4 separate regions of the Mus musculus genome follow, and regions 2, 3 and 4 are each linked to region 1. The links are chromatin contacts, called in public promoter capture Hi-C maps. All regions are on one chromosome and are shown on one strand. Each heading gives the region's core, a stretch centred on a gene start, on an enhancer-like site or on the middle of the called end of the contact. The rest is flanking DNA. Distances are from core to core; before and after follow the strand shown. Region 1 holds the start of Gal3st1 (galactose-3-O-sulfotransferase 1). Region 2 holds the start of Zmat5 (zinc finger, matrin type 5). Region 3 overlaps Ascc2 (activating signal cointegrator 1 complex subunit 2). Region 4 holds the start of Nefh (neurofilament, heavy polypeptide).

Region 1 (3,897 bases), core at 1,350-3,849:
TCCCAAATGCTAGCAATACAAGCATGTGCCACAATGCCTAGCAACCTATTGTTTCAAAGGGCAATCATGTAATCGCAACACACACACACACACACACACACACACACACACACACAGAGTGCCCAACAGAATAGCTCAGTATTATATGCTAGCACTAAGTAACAGGTGGAGAAATGAGTCCAGTAACTGTGGCAAAGCTAGAACTTGAAGCATATTCACAGCTCTCTGAGACACTACCCTGCTTATGCAAAAGCGCCAGCCTTCCTGGTAGCAGATCCAAGTACCCAAAGCAGCTCACCTCGCTAATGGGCAGTGGCAAATCACAGATGTCAACGAGAAACCAAACCACTCCATTAACACACAGACACACACAGACACACACACACACAGACACACACACACACACACACACACACACACACACACACACACAACCAGGGCTAAACACAGGAGTCCGTAATAAATATACTCGATACTTTATACTCGTCACAGTCTGAAGATGTACTTGACTGTGCAACCACACGGCATGGTAGACAAGGTTTATGGACGCACTGCACATGCCACGCACAACGCTCTGGCTAAGCAAGCACACCCACTGTCCATTGCAGGATGCCCTTAATACAATCCTGCTCCCAAGTCCGGAAACAGGGTGATCACTGGCAAGAAACTGTTTGTATCCTAACACTTAAAGGTACAGCTATGCTCTCTCAGTCTCTCTGGGAAGATCCAAAAGTGAGAAGTGTGCAGTCCTTAGCTCGGTGCTTGGCCCGGGCAGTGGATCTGGTTATGTTCATGGACAACTTAGGTCCTTTTAGATCAATAGACTTCAATGACCTATGTTCCCATGATTTATACACAACTTGCCTCAACTCGCATTCCACACCCAGTAAAATTGACAGAGTGCCCACAGAAAGACTGTGGGCCTAACCTCCCTGCCCACACCCAGTAAAATTGACAGAGTGCCCACAGAAAGACTGTGGGCCTAACCTCCCTATCCACACCCAGGGCAAGATGGGAGTGTCACAGAAAGGGTCTGACTGTGGGCCTAACCTCCCTGCCCTGGAGAGAGATCTCACCTGATGACTCCAGGTCTCCAGTCTGGTAACCTTTGGGGTACTTCTGCTCCATCCCGCTGTGTCTTCTCTAGTCATTCACATTTCATGGAGTCAAACCAAAGCAAGAAGCTTGCCCCAAGCCACTGAGGGGGCCTAGAGTCCCCCATTGCCATTGTCCTGTGAGTCACTGCTTTCCTGCAAGTGCTTGTTTGTTCTTCCTTGGAGCCCAGTGAGAGGCACTGTGAGTGACAGATTTATGAGAACTCAGCACAGAACCCAGGAAGCAAAAGAGATGCCCAGGAAGGCATCTTTCCTCCAGTTTGGGCAAGAGGACTTCTGGGTAGGGCTGGGATCCTGAGACAGGGACCAAAAAACAAAACAAAACAAAACAAAACAAAACAAACAAAAACGCACACTGTGGTTTGCAGTGAACTCAGCCATTTCCCAACGGTGTGACCTTCAGCAAGTCACTGACTCCTTGAGCCTCAGTATCTTCCCTCTAGATAAGTAGCAAGGAAGCCTGAAGGCACAGTGCAGATCAGCTCACCCCCTCCAGAGAGGAAGAGATTGAGTTCTGATCGGCTCTCCCTCCACACCCCTTTCCTCCTGAAGATTTCCAGGGCATCCTCACCCTCAGCCCAGTAACCTCTGGTGTCAGGTGTCAGTCCCTGCAGCCAGATGTGTGCCTGTCATCACAACCAGCTCAGGAAGGGGCGGGGCGGGGGGGGGTTAAAAAGAGAAGGCTCATGTTGGCCTCTCACTAAGGGAACAGACCAACCTGAGACCCCCTTATGGAGCACTGGTCCATGGCTCCGGAACCGTGTAGTTGTTGCATATAGGATCTTTCCTGTCCTAACTAGACAAGTCTGTCCTTGTCTCCTGGACTCACCTCCTTAGGGGCACACATATGAGAGGCCTTCCCCAAGCACAAGAGTCTGTCATTGCCCAAGGCCCCCCTCTCCCCGGTTTGTACTGTGACAGCCGCCTCTTCTGGGAACGCAGGTAAGGAGCGGGGAGATTCCTGCCTCCTTCTCCACTAGGGCCCAGGCCACAATGTCCAAGAGGATTAATTATTAACGAACTCACAGCACAACAGCTAACCTTCTGGAGCCCCACCCACCCCATTTTTAGGGACTCCGGGGGTCAGGGGAGGAGGGGCACCCAGAGCAGGGCAAGCAATCAGCCAGAGCCTGCAGGATACAGTGTTGGTGAAGCAGCTCTGCAGCATTTCTATATCCCTTGCTGGGCAAACACGATCCATCGATCCAGTAGGCAAGATGTTCAGGAAGTAGGCTGAGGCAGGGCACAGCCAGCGTGAGTACAAGACCTCCCGACATACCTTTGCCCTGTTCTCCTTGGGCTCCGGGTGGCAGGGGTCGGCCCCGGCCCCCGCCGCCGCCGTGGCGCTCACTGGGCGGCGGGGCGCACTCGCCGGGACCCGGCGCGCTGGCAGGCCTGGTCCATGCCCCCGCCCCGCCGCCGCAGCGGCTGCCGCACCCCGCTCTCAACACTCGCCAGGTGAGGCCAGCAGCCTGGCCCGGCCCCTGACGCCAGAGCCAATGGGCGCCACGGCCCCCTCCCCCCCCCCACCCCCTTCCCGTCCTCTCCCCTGCGCCGCCTGCCCAAGAGGCACAGAAGCTGTATTCAGCTCCCTGGGGCGCAATATTGCGCCCCCGCCTCCGGCCTAACAAGGACTATTTGTCTCCGATGGGCCAAGGGGTCCATTGTCCTACTGCCAGCCCAGAAGGGAATAGAGGGTGCCTGGGGCTTGGTGGTAGTGTTGGGGAAGGGAGCCTGGGCTCTGGAGAAAGGGGGCAGGACTAGTTGCCAGCCTTTTATGGACAGCACTGGAGCTCCTCAGAATCCAGTGGAACATAGGTCTTCCTAGCTCCCTCTGATGAGCCAGGAACACATTTGTGGTATCCAAGAAAAACAGGTGAAGAAGCGCCAGGATCCCTGGGCCGAGTCACTTACATGGTTCAGCTAACTTTCCTCTTGAGGATACCTCCTCTAGAGGTCTGGGCAAGTAAGTAGGGGCCTGTTTGAGTTCAGACTGTCCTTCATCCTAAAGGAAAACCAAGGATGGGAACTAATTTGGAATTAACCCCAGCTGTGGGCACTGCAGAACCAGCTGGCCATCGGGTGGCACATGGGCCACGTCAGAGTCCCACTACCCCCGACATTTCTAGGCAACCGTGGAATGGGGAAAATTCCACATCAGCCTGGCTGCCAGGCATTCTTCCATATCTAATGGGCTTGCTGCTCTTTGTCCTTGTGGGCCCTGAGTCACCTCCCAGGCTATAGGTTATGACTTTGAAACTCCTAACCCTTTGTTCCTGCCTCTTGAAACTGCCATGCCAGAACATGGCATCAGATAGAGCCCCCTCCCCCCATCCCACATATACAGTGAAGCCACCAGTTTGGGGGACCTTGGGGTCCACAAGCCAAAGCCTGCAAAACTCTTGCCTTCCTCTTCAGTTGAGGTGCAGCCATGGCAGCACAAAGTCCACATATGGGGCCAATACAAAACAGGTCTGTCAGGCTATCAGGTCCTTAGATTCAGGGAGGGCAAAGTCCAGCCTACCCTGTTTAGGGTATCACCGCCTCTGGGGAATGGCTATGGGAAAGATGTCCTGGGAAGGACTGAATGATCAGAACCCTGACCCTGTCATGATACATGGACAGTTCCAGGTAAGGACCATCATCAGAGGTACCTGGAGTGAGGGGACAGGTCCACAAAGGTCACAAGCTGAGATACCAGCAGTGACCTCACTTGGATGGAAAACTAGGCTATTGCTGCCCTTAGACCTCACGCTCACCTTCCACCTGTACTGGCTTGTTT
Region 2 (4,003 bases), core at 554-3,053, 720 kb before region 1:
ATGTAGCTGAAGATAACCTTGAACTTCTGTTCCTGCCTCCACCTCCCTCGTGCTGGGAGCATATAGTCCTATACCATCATGTCCAGTTTGAAGTCCTTATCCCAGGCTCACACTGGTCCTCTGAACCTCAGAATCATAGCCCCATTTGTTCTAGATGTTTCTACTTCATATCTAAGGGACAACTCACACAAAACACAACTTACAGAGCTTGAGATCATGTTAAGAGCATGTAATACTCTAACAGAGGACCTGAGTTTGGTTTTTAGCACCCACATTTGATAGCTCATAACCTCCAGCTCCAGCTCCAGGGGATGCTATACCCTCCTCTGGATTTCTGTGGGTACCGACATTCAGGAGCACATGTCACCCCCTAACCTCCCATACATATGCATAATTTAAAATAACCAAAACCAAATCTATAAACACACAATTTACAGGTCAGGCATGATAGTGCTTGTCTATAATTTTAGCCTTCCAGAGATAGCAGAGACAGGAGGATCACCAGGAGTTAAAAGTCAGGCTGATTTATGTAGCTGGTTCCAGGCAAGCCAGAGCAAGTGTAAAACCTTTTCTCCATACAAACAAACACAAACCATTTAGTCTCTGTAGTCAAATCTTAATTTATCTCTAGATGTTAATTCCTATTTTTGTTTCTTGGTTTGGTTTGGTTTTTCAGGACAGGGTTTCTTTGTGTAGCCCTGGTTGTCCTGGAATTTGTAAACCAGGCTGGTCTTGAACTCTGAGACCCACCTGCATCTGGAGTGCTGAGACTAAAGGCACCCACAACCGAGCCCACCTCTTAATTCTACCTTTCTTGCACACTTCTGCTAGCTTGCTCTGTCTATCCTACCTACCAAAATGCATCTCAAATCTGACCATTATTCTAAACCTCTCTACTCTAAATTACCTACCTCTGCAATTTCTTCTCTTCAGTTTTTGCTCTAGCAAGAAGTCAGAACGATAACATTAAAATGTAAATAGACCTCAAAGCATTCCAGCTTAAACCCATTCAGTGACTCCCTAGTGCAATTAGGAAAAGAATGACTCCTTACCCAGGACGGGATTCAAGGCCAGACTAGAGATGACTTCAGGCCACCTACTCATTAGAGGCCACTCTACACTTTCTCAAGCACCCCAGCAGTGCAGTTGCCTCTAGAAACATTATCCTGTTTACCCTGCTACAATATATTCAGTCCTCCATTAAGCGGCTACTCAGGTTTAAAGAGCAAGCAATCCGTCCAAGCATTTGGGTTTTCTCTTTTACAAAGTATTAGTTTCCAGAAGTGCTGGGCTTCCCCATCGCCCACGCACCACGGCCAGAGCGCTCCAGGAGAGCTGGGAACCTTTCTTTTACTGGGGATCATCTCAAGACCCCGAGGGGATACTCAGAAAAGTACGGTGCCTTTTACAACCAGGTCACCCATCTCCGAAGCCGGGGTTCTTGGCTTTAAAGCCTACGCTCTGGAGAACAGGAAGCAAGTGCAAAGCCACTTTCCCCCCTGAGACGTGGCTTAAGAGTTAGAACTGCAGGACCCGACTTTTGCCACCCCCAAACCTACATCTGGAGTAGGTTCAAAGGACGTTAGGCAGAGAGTCGAGATGCAGCCACAGAAACTCAGGTTCCCTGCCTCTGTATTCACTCCCCATGCCAGAAAAAGCGGATAGCGCGGACTTAGAATGAAATGCCTACTCTTCTGATTGGGAAAAGAGCCTAAAACTTGGACGCGGATGTCTCACCAAAGATACCTGGTTCCGGGCTCCTCCTCTTGAGTCCTCGCGTTGCGCTCTGCTCGCTGGGATTTGTAGTCCTTCCTAAGGTACCGAGAAGGCGGAATACGAAGGCGAGACAGCACTGGGGAAGATGGGTAAGCTAAGGGGCTTTCGGGACTTGTAGTTCAAAATAGCCAAACGCAGGAAATGGTTGAGGAGAAAAACTGAGAAATAAGTCTTATCAAATTTTGGTTGTGTGGAATATGAACATTGTAATAAACTGTTACCCTGTGCACATTATCAGTTTCTTTAATGGTTCAAAATGTCGACTCTGAGATACAGAGAAACTACAATTCCCATAAAGCAGGGCGCGTTGAAACTTTTGGAGCAAGACATTGGGTTCTACGCAAGCGCAGTGGCGCGAGTTCGGCAGTGAGGCAACATGTCGTCGCCGACGATCCCTTCGCGCCTGTACTCCTTGCTGTTCCGCAGAACTTCCACCTTTGCCCTCACCATCGCAGTGGGCGCCCTGTTCTTCGAGCGAGCCTTCGATCAGGGCGCAGACGCGATCTACGAGCACATCAACGAGGGGGTGAGGGCCTGGGCCATCCTGACCTTGGGCCCGCCTGAAGGGTGACTGGGAGGGAGGTAGGACGGAACTCAATCAAGTCTTACCAGGTCTGGGGTGAACTGTGCCCGTTAATACATCTATTTCTCTTGACATGGTGCGAGGCCTAATTGGTATGTCCTGTCACACAGTTCCACATATTCATTTGCGAAAGCTAACTCCTGACTCCTGAGACATCAGAGGACTTACGGGTCTGAACCACTCCATTAAGTCGGTGGTGAGTTGGAACTCCGACCCCTGCCGTCCTTGCTAGTTTCAAGGGCAGATTTCAGCAAGGCAGTCGTTAAAAGTAGGTCTCCTTAGACCATGTGGCTGACCTTTTAAAATTGATGTTTCAGTTCCGAAGGCCGCCCACGTAGGCTCTTTGGATTAAACGTGAAGACTATGAAACCTCAAGCCCTAACTGGCAATACTGGACTTAAAGCACTTAACCGTGGTATTGAATAAAGGTCATAGTGGATCAAAGATCCTGGGATACAGATGAGGTGCTACCGTTCATACTTAATGATACCACTGAAAGATAGCATCCTGGGAAAATGTGGGGATGAATATAAAGTAGGAAATGGCGAGCCCTCTTTGACTTAACTGTCCCACACTCTGTGCATGTTTTATGTCAAAGGTTGTGAGAGTATTGGGGAAGGTATGTTACTGATGGCCAGCATGTTCATCGACTGGTTTCTTTTTCTCGAGACAGGGTTTCTCTGTGTAGCTATTGCTGTCCCGGAGCTAGATGGTAGACAAGGCTTGGCCTTAGACTCACCCTCCTGCCTCTGCCACCTGAGTGTTGGGATTGTAGGCCTGAGCCACCACCGACCAGCTCCTTCACTGAGTGGCCTTCCTTCTTGCCTTCCTTCCTTTCTTACCTCTTTTGGTTTGTTTTTAAATTTTGTTGTTTTAATTTTATTTGCTTATGTTGTGTCTGCATGTACATCATCTGTGCTAGGAACTGGACGCAGGTCCTCTGGAAGAGCAACCAGAGTACCCTTAGCCACTGAGTCGTCTCTCCAGCCCCCTCAGGGCTCTCTGACCTGCTGCCCAGACAGGCTCTGTCTACTAGTTGCTGTATTTCCTCTGGTGGGGTAGCTTCCTGTCCATATGAAAGTGTTGCCACTCTGATCTTTTTTTTTTTTTTTTTTTAAGATTTATTTATTTAGTATATATAAGTACACTGTAGCTGTCTTCAGATACTCCAGAAGAGGGCATCAGATTTCGTTACGGATGGTTGTGAGCCACCACGTGGTTGCTGGGATTTGAACTCCGGACCTTTGGAAGAGCAGTCAGCGCTCTTAACCACTGAGCCATCTCGCCAGCCCCCACTCTGATCTTTTATAAGCATTTCCAAGTATCGAAAGTTGTCTTAAGTACACTGTCAGAATTCCCCCATTTTCCCGTGCTTCTAGGAATGGGAATTGTGTAACCACTTTAGGTCTGAAGAATAAAAAGTGACTCAATGTGAAATTTGGGGGTGGGGGTGGGGGAAGCATTTTCTAGGTGCTGTTTTTTAATAATGAAGAAACTGGGACGTTCTTGCAACCTATCTTACTGTCTTGTACAAGTGCTGGTTTCCCTTCCCACCTAGTGTGGTTAATGGAGTAGGAGTGATTTGTTATGTTGCTTTTTTGTGTGTTTTGGTTTGGATTTTGATTTTTCAGACAGGGTTTATCT
Region 3 (4,352 bases), core at 1,411-3,910, 660 kb before region 1:
AAAGAAGGGAACAATTCCCAAACTTATACTGGTTATCTTGGGGCTATGGGATTATAGCTTCATTATATTTTTCTGTATTTTCTCTTTTTTACAAAGGCTTACACTCTGTTGACCATCTGGCATCAAACTCAGAGATCTGCCTGCCTCCGCCTCCCAAGTGCTGGGATTAAAGGCGTGCACCACCATGTTTGACCTTATTTTCCCCATATTTAAACAATGACCATGTACTTTTAAAATTAATATTTAATTATCCAGGTAACACATAAGCATCTTTTCAAACACTATGTGGGCTAAGAGCAGAGCTCAGTGACAGAGTGTGTGCTCCGTGGATGTGGGGCCCTGGGTTCAATCCCCAGCATGGGGACGTGGGGGTGAAAGGGGAGAGTGAGCAGGGCGGGAAGCATACTTAGTCTCCATGACCTCCCAGGCAGCCACCAAGCAGATGCTGGCCTAGTGTCCTTTCTAGGTATTTATAGTAGAATATGCATATCAAGTATTTGTGTAAGTCTGTTTTTCCATTCTGATACAAACAGCATCATATTCTATATATCATTATTATTATTTTTTTAAAGTTTACAAAGTGGTTTCCTACAATGATATCCTTTTTTTTTAAAGATTTATTTATTTATTTATTTATTATATGTAAGTACATTGTAGCTGTCTTCAGACACTCCAGAAGAGGGAATCAGATCTCGTTACGGATGGTTGTGAGCCACCATGTGGTTGCTGGGATTTGAACTCTGGACCTTCGGAAGAGCAGTCGGGTGCTCTTACCCACTGAGCCATCTCACCAGCCCTCATTATTTTTTTTTTTTTATAACCAGAAAAAAACCCACAACTTCTTTTTTTTTAAAGATTCTAATCAAGTAGCTGCAGAGCTCAGCTCAGAGTCACAAGTTCTCTTTCCCAGCCCAAAGCACACCATGAACAAGCCCCACTTTGTTCGCCAAAGAGAAGAGACATGGGCTCAGTTTTCATCCCAGTCTACACGAGGGGCTTTCTCAGGGAGAAGCTGTAATAAGAGGAGGACCAGGCACTGCCTCAGCTGTTAGCAACCACAGCCTTCCACTTCCAGAGCCGACTCTAGAACGATCAAGACCGATGGATGGACCAGTCTCCTTGAGAACCTTGTGGGCCTTTGCAGGGTATGCAAGCTCCATGGGATTCACTGCAGCCATTGAGCACACGGTTCTGTGGACCCTCTCCCATCTAAAACCCACTCATACAGTGGCAGCATTCCAGGTACTCATCTGTTGACAAAGAGCTCATCTCCTTGTCTTCCAAGCTTCCTTCCTCTGACCTGAGGACTCTCTTTACCCCTACTGTGCCAGCTTTGGGGCACATGAATAAAAGCATCCAGTGATGCAGGTCTCAGCTTAGAGGCTCAAGTTCTCTCCAGGTTACAAGGGTCACGTTCCACTGGGGAAGATGAACATCTAAGCCACCAAGGGAGCCCTAGCCAGATGAAGTCACAACTCAGGCCTAAAGGGTCACAGGAGCACAGGAGAGAATTAACAGCCCATGGAAAAGGGATGCCTCTGAGGCACGGCGGTACCTAACTGAGCCTAGCAGGAGGAAAAGGATTTTTAGGTGAAAGAAAGTTAGCTTGCTTGTCCTCCTCCCTCCCTCCTCTTTTGTTTGTTTGTTTGTTTCTCACACATTTTTTTACTATATAGCCTTGGTTGACCTGGAACTTACTATGTAGACTAGGCTGGTCTCAGATTTAATAGAGATCTGCTGGCCCCCAGGATCAATGGCAGATGCTACAATTAATGGAAGAAATCACCCCTCCACACCCAAGACAGGATTTCTCTTTGTAGCCCTGGCTGTCCTGGAACTCACTCTGGAGTGACCAGTCTGGACTCATAAAGATACACCTGGCTCTGCCTCTCAAGTGTGCACCACCACTGGCCAACTGAAGAAGTCATTCATATAAAGGCATAAAAACAGTCATATATGGTGCACAGATGGACCTGGGTTTAAAGGGTGGCAGGATGATGACAACAAACCTACCACCCATTGAGGACCTGCCCTACACCAGCAGGAGCAGCAGGAACAGGCAGGTCAAACTCCCCACTGCTTTCCCTCATCTATGATTAGTTAAAAGGGTGACAGCCTGTCTGGCCGAGGAGAAAACAAAGGCTCAGTAGGGTCCTGAACTTTCTTAAAGGCCTTGAGGTGCAGCAGGCAGCCAGGCAGGACTAAAGTACAGCTTACTCTGCAGACCAAGTATTAGGTACAGCACACCCCTGCACACCCTATCTCACTGCATTCCTTCTGACCTCAGGCACCTAGAAGCCTGCGGAATTCCCTCTGAGGCTGGACTAAGGGGTTTGCTCGCCTCCTCCAACACCTGCATTCACGTGACTAAGGCTCTTGCTAAACTGCATCAAAGTCACTTTTGGATCAGGTGCTGTTGAGCTCAGGGAGAGAGGAAGGAATGGATATGAGACGGATACAGGGGACTTCTAGGGAAGGTGAAAATGTTCACTCTTGACCATAGGTGATGGCTTCATTAGTATATTACCAATGTTGAAAACAATCAAATTGTTGACTTTAACTATGCAGTTTACTGTTTTTTAATGATACTTCAACAGTGCTGGGCCTTGAGAGGACTCTCCACATACTCATTAGCTAGACAAAAGGATGAATGGCCAGCTCCTATCTCTTTAGTACTTTAAATGGCAAGCTTTGTAAAAGGAACTCTCCGAGTAGCCATAGATGGTTTCAGAGCAGGAGTAGCAGGAAGACTCCAACTGTGTTTCTCCTATGGAGGTTTAATCCCACCTTTCGAAAAGTCTGGCCCAGGGTCTATCTGCTCTGGCAAACTGGGAAAATACTGCCCATCAAGCCTTTATGGATCTTGATAGCAACCCGTTTTCTTAGTGTCCTTCATGGTGGAGGGCCCAACACTACTTGTGGCAGGTTTTTCAAGTGCTTGCTCCTTGAAATCGTAACTACTTAATAAGCATCGATAAGCTTACTTATCACTCTCTAGAGGCACTGATCCTTGGGCCGAGATCTTTTTGTCCCAAACTGAGACTCAAAACACAAAATCCCACACATATCTCAGGACACTGTTTCAGGAGCTTCCTGCAGCCTATAGGGTAATGTTCTTCAGTGTGACCAAGACCTGTCTCCATCCAATCCCTCTTTCTCCCTAGTGCCTAGTCAATGTCACAGTTGCCACTTGTTATCTCCAGCAGAACTGCAATCTATCGAGTATTGTTCTGTTCAGGCACAGTAGTAATCTACAGACGTTACAGACGTTTCGTTTCATCTCCACCATGCCTGGCCCATTATTATCTTTTTTTTTTTTTTTTTGGCTTCTGAGGTCTAGTAGTCAAACAACTTACCAAATAAGTGCAAAACCTGTGTTCGTTAGTTCTGCCATAGTGCCACCCCACCGCCAGGGAACTGTTCTTGACCTAAAGAGTCAAACTTGCCCAAGTATCCCTGAGTTTTCTAACCAGGGCCTTGTCCTCCTGCTCCATCCAGACAGAGCTAACGTACCTTTCAACACACAGTGCAGGACCTTTCTCCTTCAGGAAGCCATCCCTGGCTATACATCCCTCCTATCAGCCCAAGATCTTCCTTCTGTGTACTCCAAACTCTGATCTGAACCAGCTCTGCATGTGTGTCAGACCCTGGCCTTCCTCCTACTCTACTGTCATCATACTGCTAGAAGCTACTGGTGGCAGGCTGCGGACCCCACAAGCACAGGACTAGATATTTTCTCTTTGAGGCTCTAGCATCAGGCAGTCTGTGGTTTCTGACTTAAAGAATGTTTCCAGAGAGCTTACTGTGCTTGTCACTGAGAAGCCAGTCATGAAAGGGACCAGACCTCTGCCCTCCCAGTCCCACAACTAACAACCCAGGAGTTCATTCAGCACACGGGGAAGTACTGAGGTTTAAAACCAGTCTCACCCACTCAAGTCTCCACCATCACTGTCCAACAGAACGCTCTGTGACAGTGGGACTGCATCATCTGTCTGAACTACACAGTAGGCACTCATCACATGGGATACTTCACTTACATAGTCCACACTTCAAGCACCAGACACGCTACAATCGTTACACGTAGTACATGTTACCTACTAGATGGCTACTGAATTAGATAGTACAGTTTTAGCTTTTCTGACAAACATCCTCCATATGTAAAATTATGAACAGGAAAGCAAACAGCTTTATAGAAGAAAGGCTGAGTACAGGACATCCTGGGACTGGACTGGCTAGCACAGCATCCTAGCTCTCCTGATTTCCTGGCTTTGTGACCTTGAACTCTGTAAGATAGTGACAATCAAAACATCCCTGATGGGCTGAGATGTGGCTTAAATAAGATAACCTGGGGA
Region 4 (4,043 bases), core at 30-2,529, 960 kb before region 1:
AACCAAGAACGAGCCGTATAATAAAGCAAGAGCTCCAAGTCTAAGCCCCTCCGCCGTCCCCGCCCTTTCACCTGAAGCCTCAGTAGGGCTCATGATGGAGGTCGGTGGACTTTGGTACTGAAAAACCACTCCACCACTTCCTCGGAGCATGAAAGGGGATGCTTACGGCAGTACTGGTTCATCTATTCTGGAAAAGGAATGAGATGCCAAGATAAAGCAGAAAAATCGGGCAAGGAAGGGAGAAAGACAAAGTTCTCAGGTGAGAGGAACTGGTTACTATTCCGACTGGCAATATGTGGGTTCTCCTCCCCAAAATCAGCCAGACATTTCCCAAGTTCGAACCTCCTAGGGGCACATGGGAGCTTGGAGCTGCATCTTGTCTCTTGCACACAAGGGAAAACCAAACATAGGAGAACACAATTTGTACAAGGTCATTCAGCTAGCGAAGCACAGAAGCTAACCCCACCCTGTGGCAGAACTTGGCTTCGGTGTTGAGGCTCTTGCTGCCTACTGAGGGACCCCCTGTTCTTCGTAGGCAGTTTTCCTTTCCGGGCAAGAGGAGACTCCACTTTCCAGTCGTGGCCACTGGAATTTTTAGAGAGCACCACGTTCCTCTCACCCAGCGCTCCCTTTCTCCGTCTGCAGTGTTCTCCTTCTCAGGGTAGCTTTGCGGTCCTTTCAAACTCCACGCCCACCCCAACCCCAACCCCGAAGCCAGCTGTACAGTTCCTTAAGCCCCTTTGGGTGGCCCAGGGCCGCTGTAGTATCTGGGGAACACTGCACCGCCAGCTAGAAGGTCCCCATTTATCATCAGTAGCATCCATCATGCAACCCCATACAGAATCCCTTCGTGGGTGACTGCAGTCTGCACTCCTCATCTCAAGGTCCTCTCTAACTATCAGGGAACCAACCCTGTGCTGCTTCTCAAGTGGGGGTGTCCTCTCATAGTAATCACTGCAGTCTCCCACTGCTTCAACCCGAAGGCGCCCTGACCCATCAGTTCTGCAATCCTCTCCCTATTTCCAGTGCCCTCTCTTATTCTGAGGGTCTTATTCTGACTAATAGGGTCTTCCGACATGCACCTGGAGGTCTGCACTTGTCCGCTCCGGAAGTCCTTTACTCCTTGGTCTGACCTCGGGAGGCTCTACTGACGATGCGTCGATTCCCCTTCACTCCTGGGTCGTCCCCCCCAGCCCCGCCCCTCTCACTGCGGAGAAGCCGGTCGGCCCGGGGCCGCGGGGGAGGAGGTGGAGAGGGTGGGGCCCTCCTCCCCAGCCCCCCACTGCCGAGGGGCCGGACCGGGCCACCGCGGATATAAAAGAGCCGGAGTCCCAGAGCTGCCGCAGTGCTGCCTGCCCCGTCCCAGCCCCGCACTCCCGCTCCGCTGGCGGCCGCACCTGCTCCGGCCATGATGAGCTTCGGCAGCGCCGATGCGCTGCTGGGCGCCCCGTTCGCGCCGCTGCACGGAGGCGGCAGCCTGCACTACTCGCTGAGCCGCAAGGCAGGCCCGGGCGGCACGCGCTCCGCGGCCGGCTCCTCCAGCGGCTTCCACTCGTGGGCGCGGACGTCCGTGAGCTCCGTGTCCGCCTCACCCAGCCGCTTCCGCGGCGCCGCCTCGAGCACCGACTCGCTAGACACCCTAAGCAACGGCCCAGAGGGCTGCGTGGTGGCGGCGGTGGCGGCGCGCAGCGAGAAGGAGCAGCTGCAGGCTCTGAACGACCGCTTCGCGGGCTACATCGACAAGGTGAGGCAGCTCGAGGCGCACAACCGCAGCCTGGAGGGCGAGGCGGCGGCGCTGCGGCAGCAGCAAGCCGGCCGCGCCGCCATGGGCGAGCTGTACGAGCGCGAGGTGCGCGAGATGCGCGGCGCCGTGCTGCGCCTCGGGGCGGCGCGCGGGCAGCTGCGCCTGGAGCAGGAGCACCTGCTGGAGGACATCGCTCACGTCCGCCAGCGGCTGGACGAGGAGGCCCGGCAGCGTGAGGAGGCGGAGGCGGCGGCGCGCGCCCTGGCGCGCTTCGCGCAGGAGGCGGAAGCGGCGCGCGTGGAGCTGCAGAAGAAGGCGCAGGCGCTGCAGGAGGAGTGCGGCTACCTGCGGCGCCACCACCAGGAGGAGGTGGGCGAGCTGCTCGGTCAGATCCAGGGCTGCGGGGCCGCGCAGGCGCAGGCTCAGGCCGAGGCTCGCGACGCCCTCAAGTGCGACGTGACGTCGGCGCTGCGGGAGATCCGCGCGCAGCTCGAAGGCCACGCGGTGCAGAGCACGCTGCAGTCCGAGGAGTGGTTCCGAGGTGCGCGGGAGCGCGGGGTGGGAAGGGGTCGCCCCCTCCTGGCGGAGCAGTGAGCAGCCCGAGAGGACTCCTCTCAGAAGTAGCTAGACCCGCTGCGAGGTGCATGCCACCTGACAAAGTAGCGGTTTTACCCAGACCCTCCCTTGGGGCGCCCCAACTCTGGATTTTCCTTTAGAAAAAGGAAACCACCCTCCACATTTTTTATGTCTGTAATTAAACACCGGGGCCAACCCCTGTGCCCCACACACTGTTAGACCCCAGATTCAGACTGATCTCCCATCTGAAATGGAGCAAGCCCCGTCTGGACCCAGCGTATCAGGTATCCAGCAGCCGCTTGCCATGCCAACTCTGCCCACCCTTTCTTGCGCACCCTGCGCAGTGGGTGGAACAGGAGTATTCGTTCTACCAGGCTTCGTCCCACTACTTGCTCAGTACATAACATCGCGAATTTTAGTAATTGCTGTGTAAAAATGAAAGCCATTCATTTTCATGCCGTTTCTAGCCAGTACGGAACCATCATGTGGACCTCATTGCTGTAAATGGCTGTTATTTAATATCCCCTTCCTCTTTCCCAAAATTTACAGGGGTTCTGAGTCAGCTAGACTGCAGTTGCCCTGAAACCTTACCCTTTAGCTGCAGGGTGACCTTGACCAACATTGGCTTTCTCTCATTCTCATTTCTTTTGGGATTGGGGCAAAGAGTAACTGGGCTTCTTTGTGTCAGCTGCAGTCATCTGCTGTAGTCGTTCCTGTAGTCATCTATAAATCTGGAGGCAAGTACAGAGCATCTGCGCTTTTCAAAAGTGTCTGTGATCCATAATAGCCAAGAATCCTAACTTGAGTGGCTTTTAAGCCTTTGCTAACAGCATGGAAAGCCAGGAATGCTGGGATTTGGATGGTTGGAATTTCCCTTTTCATGTTCTACGCCTTTGCGGTGGCAGTGCCCTTCCCCCATCTCTGCAGCAAGGCTCCTCCCAGAGGGGACCTCTTCTCTTCTTTTAGGTTTGCCCTTCACCAAGCAGAGCATCCCAGGATATGTGTTCCCACCAGCTGGCCTCTTTCTTTCCACCCGGACTCAGCTCTTGGATACAGGATGTTCACTTTCTGGAGATTAAGACCGATTTCTTATTTCCACTGGCCTGGACAAGATCTGAGAACCAGGTGCCAGTTGGTGGCAGAGACTCCACTGGCTCTGGGGCTGCTGTGTTAAGGGAGTCAGAAGAGGAAGGGACAGAGGCTGGGACAGGACGGGCCTTGTACTCTCCTATGACCTTGGACTCCGTAGAAATCTGCAATGAAGTTACCATGGCTACATTGTAACTGACGGCTTGTGTTCATACCTGGGGAAGTCAGAGGAATATGAACTTCCTTCCCAAGCCTGTATACCCCAGCTCAGAGTTAGGCCTCATGCTAGCTTCCCATCTGAACCTTCAGTGCAGTGTGCCAACCCTTTGTTAAGGAACTCTGCCAGGCACTAGAATCACCAATGGGGGCTTCCTGTCTCCTGAGTGGTTTATGGATCAAGTTGAGGGAGACACAGTCTGTTTTCTGAAGCCAGATAGACTCAATTTGAATCCTGCCACTCACTAGCAGTGTGGCTTTGGACCATAACTACTTAACTGTCATAGGAAAGGGTGTATTAAATATCCTAGCACCCAGTAGGTCTTCAACCCATGCATGCCACTTTTCTGATTGCAACCCAAGTTCATATGTTGCTAACCCTGTGTCCTGATTCCTTCCCTACTTAGTGAGGTTGGAC

Evidence for each region. Promoter capture Hi-C pulls out the DNA fragments that hold promoters and counts their contacts. Capture Hi-C pulls out chosen DNA fragments and counts their contacts.
Region 2: a contact with region 1 is called in a promoter capture Hi-C map of liver, with 5 times the contacts expected there. The contact joins the promoter of Zmat5 here to the promoter of Gal3st1 in region 1. A contact is called at or near these places in 2 of 39 promoter capture datasets (both in liver) and 1 of 9 other capture datasets (adipose tissue).
Region 3: a contact with region 1 is called in a promoter capture Hi-C map of stem cell-derived epiblast-like cells, with 4 times the contacts expected there. The contact joins the enhancer-like site here to the promoter of Gal3st1 in region 1. A contact is called at or near these places in 5 of 39 promoter capture datasets (cranial neural crest, hippocampal neurons, liver and 1 more) and 1 of 9 other capture datasets (adipose tissue).
Region 4: a promoter capture Hi-C map of adipose tissue shows a contact between it and region 1, with 8 times the contacts expected there. The contact joins the promoter of Nefh here to the promoter of Gal3st1 in region 1. A contact is called at or near these places in 1 of 39 promoter capture datasets (cranial neural crest) and 2 of 9 other capture datasets (adipose tissue and embryonic stem cells).

Annotation. Positions count from the first base shown.
Region 1 is chr11:3,982,338-3,986,234 of GRCm38.p6, reverse strand. It overlaps Gal3st1 (galactose-3-O-sulfotransferase 1), which reads right to left and starts at 2,599. Exons shown (of 4, transcript NM_016922.3): 1 at 2,395-2,599; 2 at 1,077-1,294. It overlaps Gm46265 (a long non-coding RNA gene), which reads right to left and starts at 1,070. Exons shown (of 2, transcript XR_001780153.1): 1 at 988-1,070; 2 at 1-928.
Region 2 is chr11:4,702,456-4,706,458 of GRCm38.p6, reverse strand. Zmat5 (zinc finger, matrin type 5) reads right to left here and starts at 1,803. Exons shown (of 6, transcript NM_026015.3): 1 at 1,738-1,803. Uqcr10 (ubiquinol-cytochrome c reductase, complex III subunit X) reads left to right here and starts at 2,115. Exons shown (of 2, transcript NM_197979.3): 1 at 2,115-2,302. The coding sequence starts at 2,153.
Region 3 is chr11:4,641,874-4,646,225 of GRCm38.p6, reverse strand. The region is part of intron 2 of Ascc2 (activating signal cointegrator 1 complex subunit 2); the gene reads right to left. Among named protein-coding and RNA genes, the nearest start is that of Ascc2, 6.3 kb to the right of the region's middle. Within about 2 kb of position 2,660, at least 13 of the 459 cell types and tissues checked have an H3K27ac peak or open chromatin away from gene starts, as enhancers often do. A contact at or near this core is called in stem cell-derived epiblast-like cells, where this site is marked.
Region 4 is chr11:4,945,300-4,949,342 of GRCm38.p6, reverse strand. It overlaps Nefh (neurofilament, heavy polypeptide), which reads left to right and starts at 1,279. Exons shown (of 4, transcript NM_010904.3): 1 at 1,279-2,285; 2 at 4,033-4,043. The coding sequence starts at 1,409. It also overlaps a transcript of Ap1b1 not described here.